Regions from separate parts of the Triticum aestivum genome. Here region 2 is linked to region 1. The links are chromatin contacts, called in public Hi-C maps. All regions are on one chromosome and are shown on one strand. The core of a region is the stretch at or near the end of the contact, and the rest is flanking DNA. Distances in the headings are between cores, read along the strand shown.

The links. Hi-C and Micro-C count contacts between places; a contact is called where the count stands out from the background.
Region 2: a contact with region 1 is called in a Hi-C map of leaf, with 5 times the contacts expected there. The contact joins the promoter of LOC123156553 here to the promoter of LOC123157464 in region 1. A contact is called at or near these places in 2 of 5 Hi-C or Micro-C datasets (both in leaf).

Annotation. Positions count from the first base shown.
Region 1 is chr7B:30,610,024-30,617,777 of IWGSC CS RefSeq v2.1, reverse strand. It overlaps LOC123157464 (pre-mRNA-processing-splicing factor 8A), which reads left to right and starts at 3,632. Exons shown (of 13, transcript XM_044575751.1): 1 at 3,632-4,013; 2 at 4,602-4,725; 3 at 4,829-4,921; 4 at 5,054-5,444; 5 at 5,759-6,248; 6 at 6,336-7,754. The coding sequence starts at 3,721.
Region 2 is chr7B:30,786,082-30,793,835 of IWGSC CS RefSeq v2.1, reverse strand. It overlaps LOC123156553 (AP-1 complex subunit gamma-2), which reads right to left and starts at 4,693. Exons shown (of 19, transcript XM_044574706.1): 1 at 4,466-4,693; 2 at 4,081-4,383; 3 at 3,827-3,968; 4 at 3,150-3,323; 5 at 2,574-2,753; 6 at 2,045-2,199; 7 at 1,378-1,468; 8 at 1,104-1,267; 9 at 381-435; 10 at 164-286; 11 at 1-70. The coding sequence starts at 4,509.

The DNA of each region.
Region 1 (7,754 bases), core at 2,383-4,882:
TTCAAATGATAGTCTCCCCAACACTCAACTCTCTCTCACAAGATTTGGATTTGGTGGAAAGAAGATTTGAGTGGAAAGCAACTTGGGGAAGGCTATAGATCAAGATTCATATGGTAGGAATGTAATATCTTGGCCTCAACACATGAGTAGGTGGTTCCTTCTCAGAACTAGCAAGTTGGAAGTGTAGGTTTGTTCCCAAAGAACAACAGACAATCTCTTAGTCGTGTGCGGTGCCCCCCTCCACAGTTTAACACCTCGGTCATATCGCCGTAGTGCTTAGGCGAAGCCCTGCGCAAGTAACTTCATCATCATCGTCGCCACATCGTCGTGCTGACGGAACTCTCCCTCGACCCTCTACTGGATCAAGAGCTCGAGGGACGTCATCATGCTGAATGTGTGCTGAACACGGAGGTGCCGTACATTCGGTACTTGGATCGGTTGGATTGTGAAGACGTTCGACTACATCAACCGCGTTACTAAGCACTTTCGCTTTTCGGTCTATGAGGGTACGTGGACACACTCTCGCGTCTCGTTGTTATGCATCTCCTAGATAGATCTTGCGTGATCGTAGGAAATTTTTTGAATTACTATGTTCCCCAACACAACTCTCTTGCAAATTTAAATGAGCACATTATCCATGCTTATTGGGAGAAAAAGAACGACAAACATTTTTTAGCATGGAAGATAACAATGCTCTTTACTGCATCGCATGAGCTGTGGGCATTAACACACAATAGACGACGTTTAAAGCATAAGACTAGCACATGAAAATTTACCTGGAATGACAATGAAATACCATGTTAGTTTGGTATAGTGGACTCTTGATGGCATAAACTTGGATAAAGATTTTAGATACACAAGCAGTATCCCGCTTAGTACTTGTGGAGGCTAGCAATGGACTGGGAAGCATCACACTAGAGAGGATATTTATCACAATCATGTATTCTGAATAAGCAAGCATTAAGTGGTAACATGGACATGATACAATACTCTAAATACACAAGACCTTCAAGGCTGAAAGGGAATTCAATCAATCATGCGTAAACATGCGCCAAGTCAAGCCACTTGAATTCTTCAAAGGAGAATACCATGTTGTCATACCACATTATGCAACAATTTAATGCATGTTAACATCCAATGTACCTCATTATAAATGCTCCTAGTTCAATTGGAACTCAACATGAGAAAGCATGAATCACTAGATTTTTGTTATGCACGAGATGACTACCATAAAACACTTGCAAAGCAATCGTGGAGTTAAACATTTATACAAAAACCAACAAAACATGACCATACAAGTTTTCTTCACCGCAACCACTTCATCACACATTCGTCATTATTGCCCTGTCACTCCTGCAACTTGCATAACATGGATAATCGTAATACAACGCAAGTATCGTCATGGCTGAAGCTGGAAACAACCTGACAACTATACAAACGAAAGAAGACAATGGAAACATTCTTGGCCCTTTCATTAGTTCGACAATAAAACACATAAGATCCAAACATATTATTTTCTTGACTCAAAAAGACGCAAACAAGATTTTTTTGGGGGGAATTTCTAGTTTTAGCGACTCAAATACAAAGACGAAGGTGGCGATGAAGAAACTCCAAAGAAAAGCCAACATGAACAACAAAAAGAAACCAAAAGAACAACAAAAGAAGAATTTTTTTTCTTGAAAAACAAAAGGTAAAGAAGAATTCAGAGAAACATAACATAAACAATTTTGAAGATTTTTGGTATGTAATTAGGATAGATGTAGTTGTGTAATTGGTGCTCTTTACATGTTTGTTGGTTTGACTACAGGAACTAAATCCATTTTCAGGATGACCCGTTTGATAGGGGCAGATAGTGTGTTTCAAATAATTAAATCACAAGAAAAAGGTGACCTTCGACATGCTTTTTTTGTAACGGGCGAAAGCATGGACCATGTGAACAACAAATGTCTTAATGAAAGCTGCATCAAGTGGAGTGCATAATATATGCTGTGCAGAAACAAGAATTTGTATTATCGCTTCCAGACACAGTTGAAAATCAATATAGTACTCCCTCTGATCCAAATTAATTGACCCAACTTTAATATAAAGTTGTACTGAAGCTGTGTCAATTAATTTGAATCGCAGGGGGTGCCATTTAATCAGAGCATTTATGGTCTAGGGGTATTACAATTTTTTATTGGATGTATTAGAAAATAAGCTAAATGCATCTTTTTTTTGAAAATAACAACTTCGTCCGTTCCAAAATTGAACTAAAACCACAACACTTATTAGGAACAGAGGAAGTAGATGACTTATTATGGAGGGCTTATTTCTACCGCGGCTTCTCAAAGACTTATTTCCGCTGTAGCTTATGCACAAGTCGGAGCTCAAAAGGTCTGGCCATAAGTATGGTGCTAGTACTTCATCGAGCATCAATAAAAGAAATCTATTTGATGAAGCATGCACGTATAGCTTCGCAAAAAAAAGAAAGAAAAAAAAGCATGCATGTATAGCTTTCTCAAGTCCTTAATTATATACTCTAGTCTTTAATGAACATCAATAAAAGGAATGCATTTTTCCATTTCAACCAAAAATATTAGTCGGTGGCGACATTGAGCTATTCTCATGACGCGCTACCGAGGGATGTCAGAGGAAGAAGACTTCAGCCCCCTTGAGATTTTGAATGTATTTCTATTTTTTCTGCAAGGATGTGTTTGTAAGGACTTATGAAACTTAATATGTGGCCTGAGGCCTTTTAGGAAAAAAGAAAAGCTACACACCGTGGGGCTTTTGGTTGAACAGCAAAATTGCGTGGAACCCTATGTTTAGAAAGTGTGCAACTATCTTTCCAAACATTGCAAAACTATAACCATCCTTAAATTTTGAAAATATGTAACTATCAATTTTCGTTGAACAAAAAATCAATGCACGAGATGGCCAATCTGTAAATAGGAAACTAGACTTTTAAATACTCCCTCCTTTTCAAAAAGCATTAGTTTTTTGAATAGTCAAATAAGTACGAGTATATCAACATTTAAGTGTTCAAAAAGAAGTATATCAACATTACAATATCAAATAAATAAAATATGAAAATATATTTCATGAAAAATATAATGATAATGATTTTGTATTGTAGACATTGATATTTTTGTCTATAGACATGGTCAAAGCAAGACAAGTTTGTCCTTAAGAAAAGTTAATACCACACCTTATATTTTGAAGCCAATGAAATACATCGTATCCTACTAAACGAATTGCTCCCGTATAAAATATTTCTGTGATACTGAAAAAACCTTATAAAGGTCCGAAACATATTTTTCTGAGTGGATAAGAGACCCCCCATCACACAGCCGACCCTTTTTTTTCAGGATAGCCGACGTGAGAAGAAGTTTCTTTTTTTGAGAAAAGAAGATTTTTTATTTATTTCAGGGGAATGAGAGGAAGAAAAAAGTGTGAATAAGAGACGCAGTGTAGCCCATCACACAGCCGACTTGAGAACCAAAGCCCGGCCCAATGGCACCAAAGTCGGCTCGAATCTCCCCGCCACACCGCCATAGCCCGCAGCCAAGCCCACCTATAAAAATATCCGACGCATCGCCAGCGCCTTCGGTTTCCCCCTCTCCCCTTCCTTTTCCCCTTTCATTCACTCTAATCCCGACACCTCTGGAAGTCGAACCCCAACCCGTCTCGTTCGAGACTCAAAACCCTCGCAGCAGCAGCGGAGGCCGCCACCGCCGCCCGATGTGGAACGGCGGGCCGCCGCCGCCGCTGCCGCCGCTGCCGCCCATGGCGGCCGCGCCCCCTCCCCCGGGCACGGCCGGCGCGGGCCTGCCCCCGCCCCCTCCCCCGCCGGCCGCCGCGCCCCCGCAGGCCGGCCAGCCGCTCACCCCGGCGGAGCTCGAGGCGCAGCTCGTCGAAAAAGCCCGCAAGTGGCACCAGCTCAACTCCAAGCGCTACGGCGACAAGCGCAAGTTCGGCTTCGTCGAGGCGCAGAAGGAGGACATGCCCCCCGAGCACGTCCGCAAAATCATCAGGTATGGAACCTCCAGATCCGCGCCTTCGGGCTTTCCTCTACCGCCCGCGGCTAGGTTTCGGGGCCTTTGGCGCTCATGGCGGCCTGTGATGCTTAGTTGCTTGTGGTCTTAGGTCGTTCCGTAGCTGTGTGTCGCGTTGAACTAGTGGCGTGGATGTGATACGCGTCTCGACTAAGTCAGTGGTTGTGCGAGCATGGTGTTTGATGTTTGGTGTAGGTTTATGGTTGTAACTGCGATTCGATAGGGTTTAGGTTTTGATTTACCCATGTTATTTTCTGCGCTGCATCATGTGCTCGTTGTGTTTCCTGCTTACGATTTGTCACTGGAATCAGGCATGCGTTTGCTGCCTCTTGCTCTGGATTTGAAATTATGATTCACGATATTATTTTGTATTCTATCCTCATAGTTATGGTGAACATGTTAATTTGCTAGTGGCTCAACTGTCGGTTGCAGGAGTCAGGATTCTAGATATGTTGAACTGTTGATGTGCTAGTTGCTGTAGCTCAGCATTGGTAAACCTTCATGTGGTCTAGATTGGGGATCTGCCTATATGTTTCAGTAAATTTATGCATCTGTCTTTTTGAACAGGGACCATGGGGACATGTCTTCGAAGAAGTACAGGCATGACAAACGTGTTTATCTTGGAGCACTCAAATTTGTGCCTCATGCTGTTTACAAACTACTGGAGAATATGCCGATGCCCTGGGAACAAGTAAGCCCTTTAGTTGCGACTTTTTGATATGAACACTGATAATCTTATGGTTGCTGAGGTTAGCTGTTCCATGTCCATAGACTAAAATAACTCCTGTTTTCAGGTTCGCGATGTTAAGATCTTGTACCATATCACTGGCGCCATAACCTTCGTAAACGAGATCCCATGGGTAGTTGAGCCCATTTACTTGGCGCAGGTAATGATCTAGACTTGATTCTTCTTCCATTATTGCCACATTATTCTTTTTTGTCCCATTTATCTCTTATGCCATGTCATGTGTGTCTAGATATGCTTACAATATATCTCTTTGTCATGTGTTTTTCTGCAGTGGGGCTCTATGTGGATCATGATGCGAAGGGAGAAGAGAGATAGGCGGCATTTCAAGAGAATGCGCTTTCCTCCATTTGATGACGAGGAACCTCCACTGGATTACGCTGATAATTTGTTGGACGTTGAACCACTGGAGGCTATACAACTGGAGTTGGATCCAGAGGAAGATGGAGCTGTGTATAACTGGTTTTATGATCACAATCCCCTCGTGAAGACCAATTTTATAAATGGTCCCAGCTATAGGAAGTGGAATCTGTCTCTTCCCATAATGGCAACACTTTATCGCCTTGCTGGTCAACTTTTGTCAGACTTGACTGATCGGAATTATTTCTATTTGTTTGACATGGAGTCTTTCTTTACTGCCAAAGCACTTAACATGTGCATCCCAGGTAACAAGATTTACCTTTTGTTTTGTAAGCAAGTTTGATGTCGCAAGTTAAAAAATATTACCACAAAACATTGATTAGCCTAATGCTTATAGCTTTTGATTTGATGATTAAATAAAACAATTTCCCACCTGGTATCTGAATACTGCCAATGTTTTATGAAAATTATTATGAAAACATAATGAAAACATAAGCGACCAGTGCTTGTATTTTCCTAAATGTATTTTCTTATGCTTTATCAAAAGAGGCAACACATTGGTATATTTGGTGTACATCATATGTTTTCTTATCACTGATGTTAAAATTTTCAATTTCAGGAGGTCCAAAGTTTGAGCCATTGTACCGTGATATGGAGAAGGGGGATGAGGACTGGAATGAATTTAATGACATCAATAAACTCATCATCCGTCAACCACTTCGGACCGAGTACAGAATTGCGTTCCCGCACCTGTACAATAACAGGCCAAGGAAAGTGAGACTTTGCATATATCATACTCCTATGATAATGTATATCAAGACGGAGGATCCAGATCTGCCTGCATTTTATTATGATCCTCTGATAAATCCGATCACTTCAACCAGCAAGGTTGATCGTCGGGAGAAGAAAGCAAGTGAAGGTGACGACGAAGATGACTTTAGTCTCCCTGAGGGTGTGGAGCCTCTTTTGAACCGATTTCCACTTTACACTGACACAACAGCTGCCGGCATTTCATTGCTTTTTGCTCCAAGGCCTTTTAACATGAGATCTGGTAGAACACGCCGTGCTGAGGATATCCCTCTTGTATCTGAGTGGTTCAAAGAGCACTGGTAAGTACTACACGAGTTAACAAATAACAATCTCTTTCCATATTTTCTTCGTTGGTATAGTTTTGTCTCATGTTGTCTGTTTTGCAGTCCACCAGCGTATCCAGTTAAGGTCCGGGTGAGCTACCAGAAGCTGCTGAAGTGCTATGTGCTCAATGAGCTACATCACAGGCCTCCAAAAGCACAGAAGAAGAAACATCTGTTCCGTTCACTGCAAGCAACGAAGTTCTTCCAAAGTACAGAGCTTGATTGGGCAGAAGCTGGGTTGCAAGTTTGCAAGCAGGGCTACAACATGCTTAACTTGTTGATTCACAGGAAGAATCTGAACTATCTTCACTTGGACTACAATTTCAATTTGAAGCCTGTGAAGACACTCACAACAAAAGAGAGAAAGAAATCTCGTTTTGGAAATGCTTTCCACTTGTGTCGTGAGATTCTGCGACTTACGAAGCTGGTTGTTGATGCAAACATCCAATTTCGCTTGGGAAATGTTGATGCCTTTCAGTTGGCTGATGGTCTGCAATACATATTCTCTCATGTTGGTCAGTTGACCGGTATGTACAGATACAAGTATCGCCTGATGCGGCAAATTAGGATGTGCAAAGATCTGAAGCACTTGATATACTACCGTTTCAACACTGGTCCTGTTGGAAAAGGACCTGGCTGTGGTTTTTGGGCTCCAATGTGGAGAGTGTGGCTATTCTTCCTTCGTGGTATTGTGCCCTTGCTTGAAAGGTGGCTAGGTAATTTGTTGGCCAGGCAGTTTGAAGGTCGCCATTCAAAAGGAGTTGCTAAAACAGTAACCAAGCAACGTGTCGAGTCTCACTTTGATTTGGAACTTCGAGCTGCAGTTATGCATGATGTCCTTGATGCTATGCCAGAGGGCATCAAGCAAAACAAGGCCCGGACTATACTGCAGCATCTTAGTGAGGCATGGCGCTGCTGGAAGGCAAATATCCCCTGGAAGGTCCCTGGCCTGCCAGTTCCTATTGAGAACATGATACTCCGTTATGTGAAGTCCAAGGCTGATTGGTGGACAAATGTCGCTCACTACAACCGTGAGCGTATCCGGCGTGGTGCTACCGTTGACAAGACTGTCTGCCGCAAAAATCTTGGAAGGTTGACTCGTTTGTGGCTGAAGGCAGAACAAGAGAGGCAACACAACTACTTGAAAGATGGGCCATATGTGACGCCTGAAGAAGCAGTTGCTATTTATACAACCACGGTCCATTGGCTGGAGTCAAGGAAGTTCTCACCAATTCCTTTTCCCCCACTCTCATACAAGCATGATACCAAACTTCTTATATTGGCACTGGAAAGGCTAAAAGAGTCATACAGTGTGGCAGTAAGATTAAATCAACTGCAGCGAGAGGAACTGGGTTTAATAGAGCAAGCATATGATAATCCACATGAAGCTTTGTCAAGGATAAAACGACATCTTCTTACTCAGCGTGCTTTTAAAGAAGTTGGTATTGAGTTTATGGATCTGTACAGCTACCTGATCCCGGT
Region 2 (7,754 bases), core at 3,444-5,943, 170 kb before region 1:
TACTAATATTGTTGACCAGCATCTCACCATATTCACCAATGCACCAAACAGCTACCCTAACTAAGCTTTCCTACAAAGTTCAAAGTAGAAGAAATACATGCGCTTCAGATAGGGTGAAAATTGATCCCATGGTTTACCAAGAATACTAATTATGCCTCCATACCTGTGTACCACATGCTTGCAATGCTTTGTATAATGATCTGACCGAGTATCCTTGAAGTTCAGACGCATTGCTTATCAGAACTATAAGAGAATGCCATACATCATCCTTCACAAAGTTTCCAGTCTGTGAATAGAAGGGTATATTCTAAATTTGCATATCCATTCCATTATTGACCCATGGAGAGAAAAATGGCTGATAAATGTATTTATGCACGTACCAGTGTTAAAACCTTGAACATCTGGTCCAAGTACCATAGCTTATCTTGAGAAAACCTGTTAGGATTACAAAACTGTTATTATTTTGTAAATCAACATGTTAGAAGAAAGTTGTAAATCAAACAGGATAGGTATGGATCTAAAAGCAAGTTGATAATTAACATGTGATGCAATTAAGCAATAGTAAGGGGGTAAGGGAATGAATTGCAGCTTCATGTGATTGTCAAAATTGAATAAAAGGCATGAAAAGGACCCAAGGATAGATTTCTGAACTATTTTTATTTTATGTTATAGCACGAAATGACAGAAAAATTGTTAGAAGATGCTATCTTATAGTATATCCAACATGACACCTAGAGTTAGGTTCATATCATGATATTCTCCCCAGTGCTTAAAGCCTTCTGCTATATTCCAACAGGCAAAAGAACGAGCAGTTGAAAAGACAAGGACTAAAAATACCAAGTGAAATAAAGAAACTGCCCCCTCTTGTCAACCTAATTTGTATACCCTTAGTTTAACTTCCATCGGCACCCTATGGGGAGGAGAACAAATTACAGTACAACAAGAAAAATCCATCATTCATTTCACTAGGTGAACAAAAATTTAATTGTTCCAAGACATATGTAACAACAGTGATGTACAACCAATCTTTGGAGCAACTAGGGAATAGCAAATCAGATGTTCTTCCAAAAGCCAGTAGATATGATGAATGTGCCAAGACTTACTTTTCAACTATTGAGCATATTTTTGCTGTGAGGTCTTCCTTGAAGTCATCATCACTTACTTGTAGGTAATCAACAAGCTCCTTAGTCAAAGGCTTTACATTCGTGTCATTGACGAGTAGGTAAACAAGTTCAAGGGCCCTTTTGCGAATAGAGACATCTGCATCCTGAGAGTGCATACGTGATTGCAAATTTTTAAGGGGAAGAAAAAGGAATCCCCAGAAGAAAAACAATAAGCCTAAAGCATATTATACCATAGAACTGTATGATTGATTACCTTGACACACTCCAATATTGTTACCCTGTGCCTCTGCACTGCTAGTGTGTCCACTGCCATGGCCTTCATTAGCATATTCAGAGCAACGTATCTGAAAACACAGTGTGCATAGTAAGTAAAGTATCTATTATCTATTAAGCTTTTAAAGCAGTAGAAGAAGATCCCCCAACATTCTTTCCAGATGGGCCAAAATATATGGTCCACAGATTGTAGTGGGTCCAGATTATAATGGCGGAGAATTAAGAGACAAGGAGATCTTTAAGATGGAATCATCTTGGGCCTCCAGAATTGACATTAACTCTAAGTTTTTGACCAACAATACCAATTGGTGGTTATGGGAAAACAAACAGCTGAACTAATACCAGATATGATGATACAGATCAAATATAGCCCTGCAAATGAGTACCGCATGGGTCACTCTCCTAATTATATTTACAGGAGATTGTAGAATATTTTAAAACAACTTGATAGTGCAAGTGCTCATTCATTTCTGAAATTCAAGAACAATTGTATTCATATAACCAGCAAGTAATAGTGGTTGGAACTATGCTCGTCTACTACAGAGACAAGTCAGAACTCCAGACCAAAAAGTAGCCCAAAAAACCACAAATAATTAACCTCTTTGTTACGATGGGTATCAGTTGTCCAAGAGCGAGAGGAAATTTACCTTATATTGTTATCACGGTTGGACAAGAATCTACCCAAAATATTAATTGCCAGCACACGCAGACCACTAGTAGCTTCAATGCCCATTATGGTCTCAACACATTCATATAAAATAGCGTTTCCAGCATTTTTGTTTGACTCAGTTTTCGTTGCAACCTGGAAATCCAGTACATGTGTTAACTATGAACTAACCACTATAAGATACACAGGGGGCAAGTGTAACGGATAACCAAGAAAGAAGCTACTAAAAACAATAACACAGCAAAAGGAAAAAAATAGTCTACCAGGTTTCAAAGTCCATGTATAACAGTACTTTTAGCAAGACCTAAATGGAAGAATGCCTAAAAGAAGTTATAAATTGCTAGTGATAGTTTCATTACAGGGGAGAGATCATTTTGCTGTACAGCATGTGACTAATGTTCATATGTACTAGCTTGTAACAACAAATATCTAGTTCACTAATTTAATGGGAGCTTATGTACTTTGAATTGAAATTTTGTTTCGTGTAAAACCAAGGATGAACAAATTACCTGGGCAAGAATATCATTCACATGCTCGCTGCAGTCTGCATCCCCTTGACCCAATGTCCGCATGAGTCTAAGAACTCGGATGTGCAAGAATGGATCTGTGATGCCAGCAATGTCATATTCAGGAGCATACGAACTGTTGGACACGTCTCTCAGTATCCGGACCAACCCTTCGACGGAGTGCTGAAACAGCAAGATTTTGTCAGAATGCTAAAATAATTATGGTCAAAAATATATATAAGTATTTGCAATAGTCTTGCATGTACTACTCTGGACCAAAATATAAGACATTTTGTAGGCTAAACTGGCCTACAAAAACGTCTTTTTGATACGGAGGGAGTACAATCTAACAAGAATTTTATGAGTATAGTTATAGACAAGAACACAAAAAAGTCTTTGCTTCTTTTGATGAACACAACATTGGAAACGAACATTTACCAAATAATGATGAAAATATTATAGCAATGATGTAAAATGACATTGTTGCGTCAATGCATCACCGAATGAACGATCTGAAGGAGCAGGGACTGGGACCGATGCTAATGGTTTCCGCTATGGTCCATAAAATAGCACTGTTACCTTTCTCAAGTACTCCAATGCTTCTCTGCTTGCTTTACAGAGTTCTGTACAGAGCTGGACAACAGATATCAGAACCCCGTGATGTTTTTCCTTGAGTAATGATGCAGCAGAACCCATGAAGTTCTCTGCCAAATCTGGAACTTTTCTTACAATCCGTATAGAGCACAAGGCAGCCTACAAACAGGAGTGTTATACAATCAATACTAGTTCTCCACAAAACATATTCTAAGACTACCCAAACGAGCAACACCTACGCAGAATGAAAACAAAGACAAGAAATGCGCAGAATGTAAGCTTCGAAAAAATGATAGTGTTGATTAGAACACCCCAGAAGTAACGAGTTGGGGTTTGAGCGCAAAATTACTGATGCTAAACTACCTATAGCATACAGGTACACTATCATGTAGGCTTTTGCAGTTCTTATGCTAGGAGCCTAGGACATCTCCCTCCGTCCGAAAATACTTACCGGAGAAATGAGTGTATCTAGACGTATTTTAGTTCGAGATACATCCATTTTTGCCCATTTCTCCGATAAGTATTTCCGGACGGGGGGAGTATGATGGAAGGATCATTGCAGGTTTGAAGCATACAAATAATAACTAGTATCAGACTACTGCCATGGTGCTCAAAACAGTCTTCAGAAGGGACTAAAGTATCATGATAAAAAAGATGAGCACCTTCTTCTTTGTGTTTGCGTCCCTAGTTTGCAACAGCCTCTCCACCTCGGGCGCCAGGTCACGCGCCATTTCGGCAGAACAAATGTTCCCCAGGGCACAGAGCGCAAGGCCCACAATGAACTGGTTGGAGTGGTTAAGATCTCTGCCCACGTTAAGTACTAGCAATTACTCAAAGATCAGCATGGCATTGCAAAACAATATCGACAAACAAGCAGCGGCAAATGTAAGTAAGCATAGGCGGGCGAGTCGGATACTGCTTGAGGGAGTTGGTGACGAGCATGAGGACCTCCTGCCGCTCGTCGAGCAGCAGCGTGAGGCCGAGGTAGCCGATGCGCTTCTCGGGGAAGCCCGAGGCGGCGATGAGCTTGAGGCACTCCATCTGGCCGAAATGCGTGGGGTAGCCGAGCATGTGGATGAACATGAGCTTGGCCATGTTGCGGTGGCGGTAGTCCTGGTCGTTCTCGCTGATGGCCGCCCTGATGGCCGCGCACTCGCGCCGCACCACCGCGCGCTCCTCGGCGGCCGTCTTGGAGGCGCGTATCGCGCGTATCATGTCCCTGCAGAGACGCCATGGGGCAAGGTCACACGACGCGATGGATCTGAGCGGGGGGCTGGGCGGGCGCGATCGAGGAGGCTCACCGGAGGCGCGTGCCGGAGGAGAAGGGGTTGAGGGAGAGGTCCATGGCGACGTCCTCGACGATCCTCTCGACGGGGTCCGGGGGCGCGGGGGGAGGGGAGTCTCGCCGTCGGGGGCCGGGGCGGGGCGGAGGAGGAAGACCGCGGCGACGGCCGGGTGGATCTGGACGTGGGCGGTGGACCGGTGGTGCGAATTGCGAAGATGCCCCTTGGTTTTGTTATTTTAGGCCCCGTTCGGTACACGGGTGAAGAAATCAGAGGGACATGAAAATGTGCAGGAACAGAGTTTGTTGTATAGTGTAATCCTGCAGTTCGCGAAACAGTGGAATAAGAGAAGGTGATGTGTTCGGTTCAAAGGAAATCATTGGAGATGAGTCGTACTACTAATGCAATAAAATTAGATATTTATTGTGCCACAGAGGTGTCTAATCACTGCATGCTCGTTTTTATATTCGCCTTGTACTCTGCTTGTACTGTGTTGCCTCGGGCCTCCGCCCAAAAAAGAGGCTAGACTAGATTTTTGCATTCCTGTGAAATGGGCACTGTTGACGCACCTTTCCGCAGGAACACTGTAGCTAATTCCTTTGATCCGAACGCCATCCAAGGAAATAAAAACTATGAAATGAATATTCCTCTGGAAAGGCAAGAAATCCTGTGAAGCGAACACACCCTTAGTCCATGTGGGGAATAGTTGGGCATTTTGGGATCTAATCTCGCCGTGCTGATCTCAGTGACCACTAAATTCCTAGTGTTAGTGCTCAGCATCACGCTTGATTTATTTATTCATTCACTAACAAATACCCACTTGCTTGGTTTTTGCGGTCACTTGGTGGACAATTATTTTTTTGAGACATAGTAATAGTATATAAATCCAAATGCAGCATAAAAAACAGCTAGGGATGAAAATGGAACGGAGGACGGAATTGAGTGCTACCCCATTTGTTTTCATATATTTTTGGATAAGCGTCAAAAAATATAAAAACCCTGAAAATGAATACGAAGAAAGATATTACCAAAAACAGACACGGAGCAAATACAAAGCAGACACAAAATCAAAAATGGGCATTGATCGGAACATAACAACCCCTTGAATCATAGAGAAATACACACAAAAACAAGCAAATTCAATGAATTATTAACATGGCTATAAAATAATATAATTATGTTAGCAACTTAGCATAGTATTGTAGTAGTACTGGACAACTGCATATAGGGTCAAACTCAGTACATGTGTGTTAGTTGAAGTTGTGCCTCAAATGATCCATTCTACTCATTATGTCATTCTGTGTTGTTTGATGGTTGGGCTACAAAGCAGCCATAGGTCTATAGTAAAAATGGAAATTCCATATTCACGGAAACGAAAAGTTCCGTTTCCAAACTTGTTCCACCGGAAAACACCGTTCCGTTTTTGTTTCCGTTTTAGCGTAAAACAATCCATTTCCACTTCCATTGCAAAATTCCTTTTTCGTTTTCGTATTTGCCCTCCGTTTACATTTTTCCTCCGGAAAAGCGAAAAGTTTTCACTCCATTTTCATCCCTAAAAACAGACATAGGTTCCACCCATAACAAAATGTTTGTGGATAGTATTTTCTCTCGGAATGGAAATGCAGTCAAAATGTCTTCATAAAAAAATGCAGTCACATTAATTAAGAAGAAATTAGTTACCTAATTAATTAGTGAAAAGGGGGGCAAAAACTGATACAAACTTGGCCACCACAAGCCAAACTCACATGCCCAAACAAGCCAAACTCAACACAAAGCGCGAACTCCAACTCTCAATATTGCAGTGCTATTGTCATCACATGTCCGTAGATGCATATTACTCTTTCTTGACACATACTACAAATCCAAATTTTGCTGCTCTAAAAGCACGACGCAACCGAGTGTGGCGTCGCAGAGGCCGAGCGTCAGGTAGCTCGTTATCCACCTCGTGGGAATATGCTTCGCGATTCACTCCTGGCAGGCTTTTTCTAGATATACCTCGCAATATACAGGTACGGGAATAGTGCAAAGCGTATGTCCTTTGCCCATTGTCAGCTCGAGTGAATGCAACGATGCTGTTTGCTGCGCGTGGTGGAGCGGTGACTTGACTACTCTGAATCAATACGGCATGAATTTAACACGGACCTGTTGCAGGCAGCGAACAGTATCAATTTTATATTAGACTAGGCGTCTCGCCCGTTGCTGCCTGTTGGAGGAAATCCTGGCGATTTCCAGACATGTGCAGTCAGCGTATTTCTTTTTTCAATGACAAATCCTCTAATTAGTGTACTGTTACGTGTTAGATTTTGAGCAAACTAACTAATTTTCTATATCTAAATAGCTAGCCCTCACTAACTATGTCTCTCAACATGCAAGCATGCCACATCATCACGCAACATGCACGAGAAAAGACCCACACTCACTACCATATGACTTGTACTCCCCCTTCCTAAATATTTGTCTTCTTAGAGATTTCAAATAGACTACACGGATGTATATAGACATATTTTAGAATGTAGATTCACTCATTTTGCTTCTATGTAGTCACTTGTTGAAATCTCTAGAAAAACAAATATTTAAAAACGGAGGGAGTAACATGCAAGCATGCCACTTCATCATGAAACATGCATAAAAAAGACCTATATCAACATGCGAATTTCTATTCTATTATTTTATTTATGTTTAATAAACATTTTACAACTATATAGTGATCAAACATAATAAATTATATATAGTTTCAATTTTATCCTTTTATATATGTTTTATACAATGAATCACATTAAGATATGTTGCAAAATATTCCCGCAACAATTCATGCGGGGTATCATTTAGTGTAAGTAAAAGTATTGCTCATTAGGCATCAGGCATCACGCACGAAGCTCTAGATCCTCTCTTTCCCACTTGATGATGATATAAATAGCGGTAGGGCCCCTCTCTTCTGTTTTTTCTAACTGTGCGGCCTATGATACATCAAACTCGTTGAATTAGTGAGCAAAAGTATACTGCATTTCCGTTTCGAAAAAATATATACTGCATTTTCAGTTCAAAATTAACACGCGTGACTATGTTCAAGAAAAATTATACTTGCTTTCCTTGTAAGCGTTTCTCTATTTTCACATTGATAATCTCCAAACAAATGGTTCAAACCCTAAACTATTTTTGAACAAACTATTGTCCGTAGATCCGTAATTAGAGTGCTAATAACCCAAGATCTTTAAGTAATCTCCATAATTAGAGTGAACTATGCTATCCTGGGCGAGCTTTCCGACCTGTGCAGTCATCATATTTCTTTTTTTAATGACTATATCAA